Linked DNA regions of Zea mays: regions 1 and 3 are each linked to region 2. Evidence: chromatin contacts called from public Hi-C data. All regions are on one chromosome and are shown on one strand. The core of a region is the stretch at or near the end of the contact, and the rest is flanking DNA. Distances in the headings are between cores, read along the strand shown. Region 1 holds the start of LOC100276462. Region 2 holds the start of LOC100273088 (Protein BTR1). Region 3 holds the start of LOC103627905 (DEAD-box ATP-dependent RNA helicase 48).

Region 1 (2,917 bases), core at 260-2,759, 200 kb after region 2:
ATCCGAAGTTGTATTATCTAGGTACTTTCTGTATCCGCCGCGAATATAAAAGTATCTGAATTCGTATAAAAAATGGGTATTTATATTATCTGTATCTGATACTCCACGAGTATACCTAACATGTTTTCACCCCTGGCTATCGAAAAACGGTTATGGACTACGAACTGTAAAAAAAAGGCAAGGCTGTTGCGGGATGTGAGAAAGCATAAAGCCGTTTGGTTCAAACAACTATGAAACTACAGAATTGCTCTGGAATGTCTATAATGCCCCATAACATTGTAGGAGGCTGTCGATATTCCGATATTCTAATTTATTGTAAAACTTTGTTTTCTTCACTAATTGAAAAGAAAAAATATAGAAAGGGAAACTTTTTTTTGTGCAATTTTTGCATTCACCATTAACATATGTGTCACATAAATAAATTGATATGGTCCGCAATATCCTTGTTTAACATAACTATCTCCATCTCTCACTAATATATCAAAGCATCAGCTATCTATTGCGAATGGTATTCTAATCCTCTCCGTCATCTCCCTGTGCTTGTGATGTGGCACTCTATCGTAGCAAATACTCCTTTTCAGCATCCACCCACTAATACAACAATGCTTGCTTTTGGTCTCTGCCAAATACTACTAGAACTTCCTACTACTCAGAGACGGTACTCTCCTACCAGACAACTGGGGAAACCTTTAATCGTTCTTTATTATTGCAAGCACCGCTGGATAGAAAGTACAGATGGTGCTATTTTCATGAACACCATCGGAAGATCATTCCCAGTGAATGGATTACTTTACTTACTACGCAGCAAGCAGCAACAAGCCACATCTATATACAAATCTGCACTACTCACTACACTACACATGAAAATTCAAGTTCAAAGTGATTGCAGAGTGCAGGCAGGATAGTAGAAGCATGCATCATCAGCCATTATTAACAAGCGCTGGTTGATTCGGGAGGACAAATATTAACAAGCTCATGTTGGTGGGGTTTGGTTTTCGAGTCGATTCAAATTTCACAGAGGACTGTATAATATACTAATATACTAGGACTAGGATAGTAGCAGCAGAGCAGTAGTACTGACTGCACACGCACACACGACTTTATTTGGCGACATAACAGCAGTAGCAGCTAGTACAAGCAAGGAATCGGGTTCGATTCATACGGGCGGCAGCGGCGGCTGCTCTTGCTTCTGGTCGTCCTGGTCCTCGGCGGCGGAGTCTGGATCGGGCTTGGCGGCGGAGTCGTGGCGTGGGGCGGCGGCGAGGATGAGGGGCCGGTCCTTGGCCTCGTCGTGGTCCTCGTCGTCGTCGTCGTCGTCGGTGGAGAGGTTGATGCAGGAGCAGCGCTCGAGGGAGGCGAAGAAGGCGGAGGTGACGCTTGTCCCCACCCAGGTCGCCCAGCTCTCCATGGCCGATCTGCTGCTAGGGTTACGGTGCGGGGGAGTTGGTCAAACGCGGAACGGCAGGCAGGCGAGGGAGAGGGAGAGAAGTTGGGTTGAGTTCGGCTCGACTCCACCGCGTTGAAAAGGGGGAGAGAGAGAGAGAGTCCAACGCACGCCGGGTCGCCTACTCGCCTCGCCGGCCAGGGCCGGCAAGCCCAGCAAAACTGAATGCCCATCGATTATTATTATTATTATTATTATTATTATTATTATTATTATTATTATTATTATTATTATTATTATTATTATTATTATTATTTACTAGCAAACATTGTCCTGCAGTTGCAATACATGCGCTATTCGAAGCAGTCTCGTGTTAGATTTCAATTGATTCTGCCGGTTTTAGGTCTCAGATTAGATTGCAACGATCCTCCTCGTTGTAAATTAAAAACGTGAACTCATGTCAGATCTTGCCTTTTTTCAGCTTCTAACCAAAAGCAACGGACTGCACAAACGCTCAGCTTTTCACCAGCTTTTATAAAAATTAATTCGGTAAAAATCATCCATAATTAACATAAACACATACTAGTCAGTTACCCGTGCGTTGCGGCGGCTCACAATAATACCCACGCAAATTATCCACCAAAAAGATTTGATTGTCTCCGCTTTTCGCATAATATTTTTTTATGAACGGACAGGTACCACAGGCAGCAAATCAGAGATCCACATCCCTCGCCTCCCTCACTTCCAAGGTTTCGTAGAGCAGGAGGGGAAGGGAAGAGTCGAACATACCCGTTCGTTGCCGGAGAAAGACACGACGAAGATCTGGGCATCTAGAGGCGACATAGGTAGTACACCGCTAGATATATAGGGAGAGAGTACGCAAGCGAAGAAAGAAGTCCAACCGGAGCAGCTCCAAACCGAGAGGCACCCGCACCAGGCGTCAATCTGACAAGGGCGATGTGAGTGTCTTCTCAACCCTGAACCCGCCGAAGCAACACAACACCACCACCAACTCTGTAGCATATCCGACTGCTGCCACGCTATGGACCTTGGTTGTCCAATATCTCAGAACTGGACTCCTCATCGCCAAGATAACCTAAGCGTGGTAGACGCCACCATGTCCTCCTCGACGATACGTACGGAGAAAGGCAAGAGGCATGACCGGCTCGCGTCGGTCGGCTCATGGCTGCGACCGTGGGCGGGGTCAGCAGGTTGGGGAGGAAGAACAGGGCGAAAGCCGAGAAGATGAATGGGACGTCCGATGACGGCGAAAACGATGGTGCATGCATGATGTAAAACGTCCTCATGGACGTGCAATAGCCACTGCGCGAATCGGTATCGGGGCTGATGTCGGACGAATAGAGGCGCATGCTCCTACGCCCTCTGCCGAGAATGGAGTGGCGCGGACGTGGAGGCATAAGGGGAGAGAGAAAAGAAGTAGAATGACAAACGAGGCGATGGCAACTGAGACGATGACCATAATTATTGTGTGGATGTATAGATGGCCAAATAGGTCGTGTTTGGCGAGCCGGC
Region 2 (2,973 bases), core at 325-2,824:
TAGGGCAAAGCAGCATTGTTCATAAATGCAATGGATTATTGCTGGCCAACATACCGATTGGGTTTTCCCCCTAATCCCTAGCATAACCGCAGGTGAACTCCCTAAATTACTCATTTCGTTGATTAACAAGGGTGAATTTACTAAATTACCAACCCTAGGAGTCCACGCTACAAGGTTCCTTACTCAAGGACAAATTACGTCCTTTTCCAAACTGGGATACCTCCATCGCACTTTCCCCAATTTCAGCGTGTGTGGTCATTCGAAAAAAATCTAATTAAACGCGCAAGCAAAGGAGGAATTGCCCAAAATAGCGCACAATCCAAGGTGGAGTGAGTAGTATCCATGCTTACATGGCGTTAGCGTGGTGGATGTCTGCCTCTAGGGCTTTGAGGGGGCCTCTCAGCGGGAGCTGCCGCCCTAGCTCGCCCCGCTGTGCCATGGACCGGCCGCTCTCCAAGAACCCTATTAGGTGCCCAGTCGAACCACACCCCCACAGGGGAGCCGAGGGGAACAAGATCCTGGAGGACGAGAGACGTACCTATGGAAGCTGGGCTTGGTGGCGACATGGAAGGAAGAGATGCCGAGGGTGGGAGCGGGCATCCAGATGGTGTCGAGGTACAGCCCCACCTCGAAGTCTGACTCTGCATGTGCCGTCGTGTACTACGGTGTCTCTGCGGCGCCGCGAGCTGCCGACAGATCCAATCCAAGGCCTCCCCCAGCCCGGCGGATGGATTCCGCCGCCGTGGCCATCGTGACGGTGTCGTCCCGGCGCAGGGTCACCTGAACCAGCTGTTGCACCTGTCCCTGCTCCTCACATCGCGGGGGCTTCCTGTCCACTTTGCCGCGCCGGAGCCGCGCCTCAGGGAGGTCCGCACGCGCCTGCACGGCTGGGGGCCCGACGCCGCGGCGGTGTACTTCCACGCGCTGGATGTGCCCGCGCACGACTCCCCCTCCCCGGACCCATCCTCCCCGTTCCCGGAGCACATGCAGCCCCTGTTTGAGGTCTTCTGCACCGGCGCGCGGGCCTCGCGAGCCACGCTGGAGAGGAGGTGGAGGAATTGGAGAGGAGAGGAGGCAAGCGGTGGCCGGCGGGTGCTGGAGATTAGGGTTTTTGGCAAGCGGCCGGGACGCTGCGTGCCTGATGGCTGTGCGGGATCGGACGTCGGGATCAGACGGTTGAGATTGTTTACAGGATAGAATGGACGGCTAAGATCGCAGAACGGCAGACTACTCTTACCGTCTTAATAAGTAGTATATATATATATATATATATATATATATATATATATATATATATATATATATATATATATATATATATATATACACCTGGTTTTATAATTAATCTACTCAATGACGACTATAATACATATTGATAGATATTTGAAATTTAAAATTGAAATATGATAATTTTTGAAAATGATACGATTACCAGAAACGGTTTTCTACCCTGTGACGGACTCGCGGTAATGGGGAGCAAGCAGCACGCAAATGACGGCAAGCCCAAAAACAGAAAACGGTCCACCCATAAAGTCCAAAAAAAAAAAAAAGCCCAACCAGCCCCCGCTCCATCGCTCTCCTTCCGCACTTCACTTGGAAGCCATGGCGTAGGCCCAGGGAGATCTAGCTAGAGTTTCCCGCATCGGCCTCCGCCACCCACCGCCGCCGCCCCGCCCCGCCCCGCCAAAGGAACGGAGGATGGAAGCCCCGGGCTCGCCCTACGCCTCCTCGCCGGAATCCGCCCCCAAGCGTGCCCCTCGCTCCCCACCGCAGCAGCAGCCTCCCTCCGAGGAAGGAGGTAACTGCCACGCGCCTCCCTCTCCCTTCTCCGTCCCGTCGCGCGAGCGGGGTGCTGGCAGGTTCGCTCTCCCCGGCGTCTGTATGTACGTGGCCCATGAGCTCGTGTGCCTGGATCCGTGAGATCTGGGCATCCGCTTCCCGCCCCGATGCCTCGAGATCTGTCAGTAGCCGGCGCCAGTGTCGCGTCGCCATCGGCGCGCTGCGATTTGAGCTGCGTTTCCCATAGGATCGCCTTCACGGGGTTGCCCTTTGTCTCCACTTCCAATCTTAATGATAAACGTCACTGCGGACGACGTTCGGTTCAGTGCTGGTTTATCTGTAATAATATTTGTCCTCGGTTGGATTGCTGACGCCGGTGCACATCATGTGTTGCACATAATGTACTGGAAGCTGATAATGATGCGGGTTATTATCTGGGCATGACAGGCTTAAGTTAGGACATTTAACTGCAGGATGCCATGATAAATGTGACACCACGTTATTTATGGTGACGTGGAAGAAAGAGAAATGGAGAGAGAAGGAAAGCGGATTGCCCACTAAGTAGCCAGCTGAAAGCGGGCTATTCACGGACTCTAATACAATTTGTGAGAGAAAGAGATGGACCCATTTTTAAATGTACAACTTATATCATTAGAGAGTTATTATATGAGTATGTTTTTAGTTGTCTATATATGACATAACATTATAAAGCTCACTGTTGGCTATATTATTAAACTTATTCTTAGGCCATTCTCAGTGTGAGTTTTATAGGAGTTTCATTCTTATTAAATGACATGCCACCTAAGCAAACAGGATGACATGGCATACAAGTTAATGAAGAGAGATATGAGGGAGTTTCATGAAAGATGAGAGTTTTATGGGGATGAAACTCTAGATACATAGTTTTTTTTTTCGAAAACGCAGGAGAGCTGCGTATCATTATATTAAGAAGAACTCTAGATACATAGTTACCTAGAGAAATGTTGATATGACATCCTTGAAAACAGTGCGATGAAACTATCCATTGAGAATGACCTTAGTATAATGATGGCACTCCCGAAACTTAGTGTTATAAGTTATCCCTTCTCTCTCTCTTTAAAGAGAAGTTTCAGTTACAGATATATGGTCCTGTTTGAATTAAGTCATTAAGTGCAGGTCATTGGATGGAAATAATTATGCCAAAAGTGCCTGCTA
Region 3 (3,018 bases), core at 103-2,602, 130 kb after region 2:
CTACACAGAAAATATAAACAGTACACAATATAATGAGATATGAGTGTGACCTTTTACTGGTAAGCAGAGATTCACCCCTGGACTCGTAACGCCTCCTCTCAGTGCCCAAAACCTCCCTATTTCTAATCTCCTCTCGCAGCTCTTGGATTCTACCCGCGAGATCATTGCTTTCCTCCTCGTAAGACTTGAGCACCCGCCTTTCCTTCTTCACATCGCAGTTCCTGAGAGCAGCACTGCTCCACCTCCTCCTGATGGCACCTGTGTCCCCAGACTCGTCAATTTCTGAATCCTCTTCGCTCGAAGCCCCAAACTTTTTTCCGAACCTCAGATTCTTCTTGGGCGCAGACGTGCCCTTGTCATCCTGGTCCGACGAATCTGGTCTCCATTTCCTGCCGAATCGCCTCGCAGCCACCGAGTAGAACCTCTCCTGATTAAACTGTGCCAATGGCGTGTCCTTCCTTCCATTCCCATCCTCAGTAAGCCCACTAGCAACCAATGGCCTCAGGTCGACACATGGCTGGCAACTCACGGAGCAACGAGTCATCACCGGATAAGACTTTTTGGGAGCAACGAAACCGAGAGGTCGCGGATCCCAACGCGGGCACCAGGGCGCCACCACCGTTAGGTACTCTCTTCTCGGATTGAACGCGGCCGAGGTCGGCCCTTTTCCCCTGTCTAAAGGCCTCGGTTGATCCAGAGAGGTCAGGTCCTCCCAACTCGGTCCTCCGCGGGGCTTCCCCGAGTCCAACTGCTGCTGCTGGTGCCGGACACCCGACGCGATCCCAGTGGGCGGCCGCTTGACGCGGCGGAGGGGCCCGTCGTCCTCGTTCCAGAGGTCCTCGGCGCCGGGCCTGCGGAAGCGGTCGGCAAGGGCGCGGATGTGGGCGCGCGACGAGGTGGGCCCCTCGCCCCCCGGTGGAGCTTCCGCGGCGGCGCCAGGGAGGCGGGAGGCGCGGATCTCGGAGCGGAGGCGGGCGAGGTAGAGCTGCTTCTCGTGGCGGAGGAGCCCCCGCTGCTTCTGCCGCGCCAGCTTCTCGTGCATGCGTTTGTACTGCCACTTAGACAGCCCGCCCGGGAACGTGCGCGGCCCACCCCCCATCGCCGCCGGGAGCAGCGACGGAGGCGCTGTAGAGGGTAGGGTTTATGGGTTTTGGCGGCGGGCAGGCATTCAGGCAACGCAACACAACACACTTTGGATTTCCGCACTTCAGGAGTGTAGTAGGCTTTCCGCCTCCCCCAGCAGGACACGTATCACGCTCTCAGTTGAAACTGAAATGAAGGGTGGGTGGGTGGGTGCGACCCACGGTCCGCCGCCGAAGCCGAGCTCCCTCGCAAATCTCTCGCATCGCGTTCACAGCAGATGGCGGGGAAGGAGGAGAGGAAGCGGGTGTTGGTGGTGGGCGGCAGCGGCTACCTGGGCCAGCACCTCCTCGCGGCGTCCTCCACCGTCGACCGCCTCGACGTCGCTTTCACCCACCACAGCCCCGCCCCGCCGCAGCCGCTCCTCGAGACGCTCCCCTCCGTCCGCGCATTCCGCGCCGACCTCCGCTCCGGCGACGGCTTCGAGGCGATCTCCGCGTCCTTTGGCCAGGTACATACGCGTCCGCATTCCCACCGCAGCTCTCTGCTTCATACGAACTTGTGCTCTTACTACTGGTTCTACTACATTAGTTCTCCAATCTCCACTAGCAGAGCATTCTAACTTGTACCACATGTTATGTTTCAGCCACACGTGGTTGTCAACTGTGCTGCGATGTCAGTTCCTCGGGCATGCGAATTGGATCCACCTGCTGCTATGGCTACCAATGTGCCTTCTTCGCTTGTGAATTGGTTGCTAAGTTTTGGGAATGAAGACTCGCTTTTGATTCAGCTCTCAACCGATCAAGGTACAGTCCTCAGGCATTTTTTTTTTATCTGTGGTGCATGTATGTACATCCTAGACTCTTATGCCTCTCCTGTACTGATAGTTTATGAGGGGGTGAAATCCTTCTACAAAGAAGAGGACGAGACAATGCCGGTGAACATGTATGGAAAATCTAAAGTTGCAGCGGAGAAACTAATCGTTGAGAAATGCTCGAACTATGCGATCTTGAGAAGCAGCATTATATATGGGCCACAAACAATCTCTCCTGTGGCAAAATCCCTTCCGATTCAGGTAAAAATGCACTACTCGCTACTCACCAATAGTTATGCTATTGCTATCCCCCCCCCAACTTATAAGAAAAGTACTTGCCATTTGGATACAGTGGATGGATGGTGTTCTTTCACAAGGCCAACAGGTTGAGTTCTTCAGTGATGAATTCCGGTGCCCTGTCTATGTCAAAGATATGGTGGACGTAATTTTGTCACTAACAAAGACTTGGTTCCCAGGTATGACCGTTTGAGTTCAGCAATACTCTTTCTTGTGTTTCACTCTAAACAATTTTAACGTGTTCCAGATCAGATATAACGTTTCGATTTTAGTGTTTTTCCTCTTACCAATTGCTTTCCATTGTACCATGGTGACTGGCATGGAAGCGCATGCTTCAGATGATGGCAAAAAAGTCCAGGTCCTCCTGAATGTCGGTGGTCCAGATAGGGTATCAAGACTGCAGATGGCTGAGTCTGTTGCTGTTGTCCGTGGATATAACCCCAGTATAATCAAATCTGTGTCTGCATCATCGGTATTATCTTGCCTCTGGAATATAGCATTCAAGCATCCATATATCTGCCAGTTTAGTGTTAGCACATGAGTACTATTAGAACACAGTTATTCAACAAGCATGGTGTTTTAGATACGAAGTGGTCTTGACTTTACAATTGAAATAGTATCCAACATGAGCATTGGGGCCGCTTCATTTTTCCATCATAATATCTTGTAATGCCCGCGCATCTATCTGTTACCCAGGTTAATCGCGGAGTAGCTTCTCCACCAGACATATCCATGGACATCACCAAGCTAACCCAGATCCTTGGTATCAAGCCAATATCATTTCAAGATGGAGTCAGAAGTACACTTGATGCAGAAGACAGTACATG

What was found. A called contact is a pair of places that touch in the nucleus more often than the background predicts.
Region 1: a Hi-C map of bundle sheath shows a contact between it and region 2, with 2.3 times the contacts expected there. The contact joins the promoter of LOC100276462 here to the promoter of LOC100273088 in region 2. A contact is called at or near these places in 2 of 25 Hi-C or Micro-C datasets (bundle sheath and leaf).
Region 3: a contact with region 2 is called in a Hi-C map of endosperm, with 2.2 times the contacts expected there. The contact joins the promoter of LOC103627905 here to the promoter of LOC100273088 in region 2. A contact is called at or near these places in 6 of 25 Hi-C or Micro-C datasets (ear, endosperm, leaf and 1 more) and 1 of 3 datasets of contacts at active chromatin or transcription factors (leaf).

What each region holds. Positions count from the first base shown.
Region 1 is chr5:224,925,051-224,927,967 of Zm-B73-REFERENCE-NAM-5.0, forward strand. It overlaps LOC100276462, which reads right to left and starts at 1,510. Exons shown (of 1, transcript NM_001150248.2): 1 at 963-1,510. The coding sequence starts at 1,408. The coding sequence ends at 1,157.
Region 2 is chr5:224,728,488-224,731,460 of Zm-B73-REFERENCE-NAM-5.0, forward strand. It overlaps LOC100273088 (Protein BTR1), which reads left to right and starts at 1,575. Exons shown (of 8, transcript NM_001254882.2): 1 at 1,575-1,798. The coding sequence starts at 1,699. It also overlaps the pseudogene LOC103628911.
Region 3 is chr5:224,860,905-224,863,922 of Zm-B73-REFERENCE-NAM-5.0, forward strand. LOC103627905 (DEAD-box ATP-dependent RNA helicase 48) reads right to left here and starts at 1,353. Exons shown (of 10, transcript XM_008648219.3): 1 at 51-1,353. The coding sequence starts at 1,099. It overlaps LOC100284132, which reads left to right and starts at 1,312. Exons shown (of 6, transcript NM_001367008.1): 1 at 1,312-1,591; 2 at 1,727-1,886; 3 at 1,968-2,155; 4 at 2,247-2,370; 5 at 2,530-2,663; 6 at 2,888-3,018. The coding sequence starts at 1,361.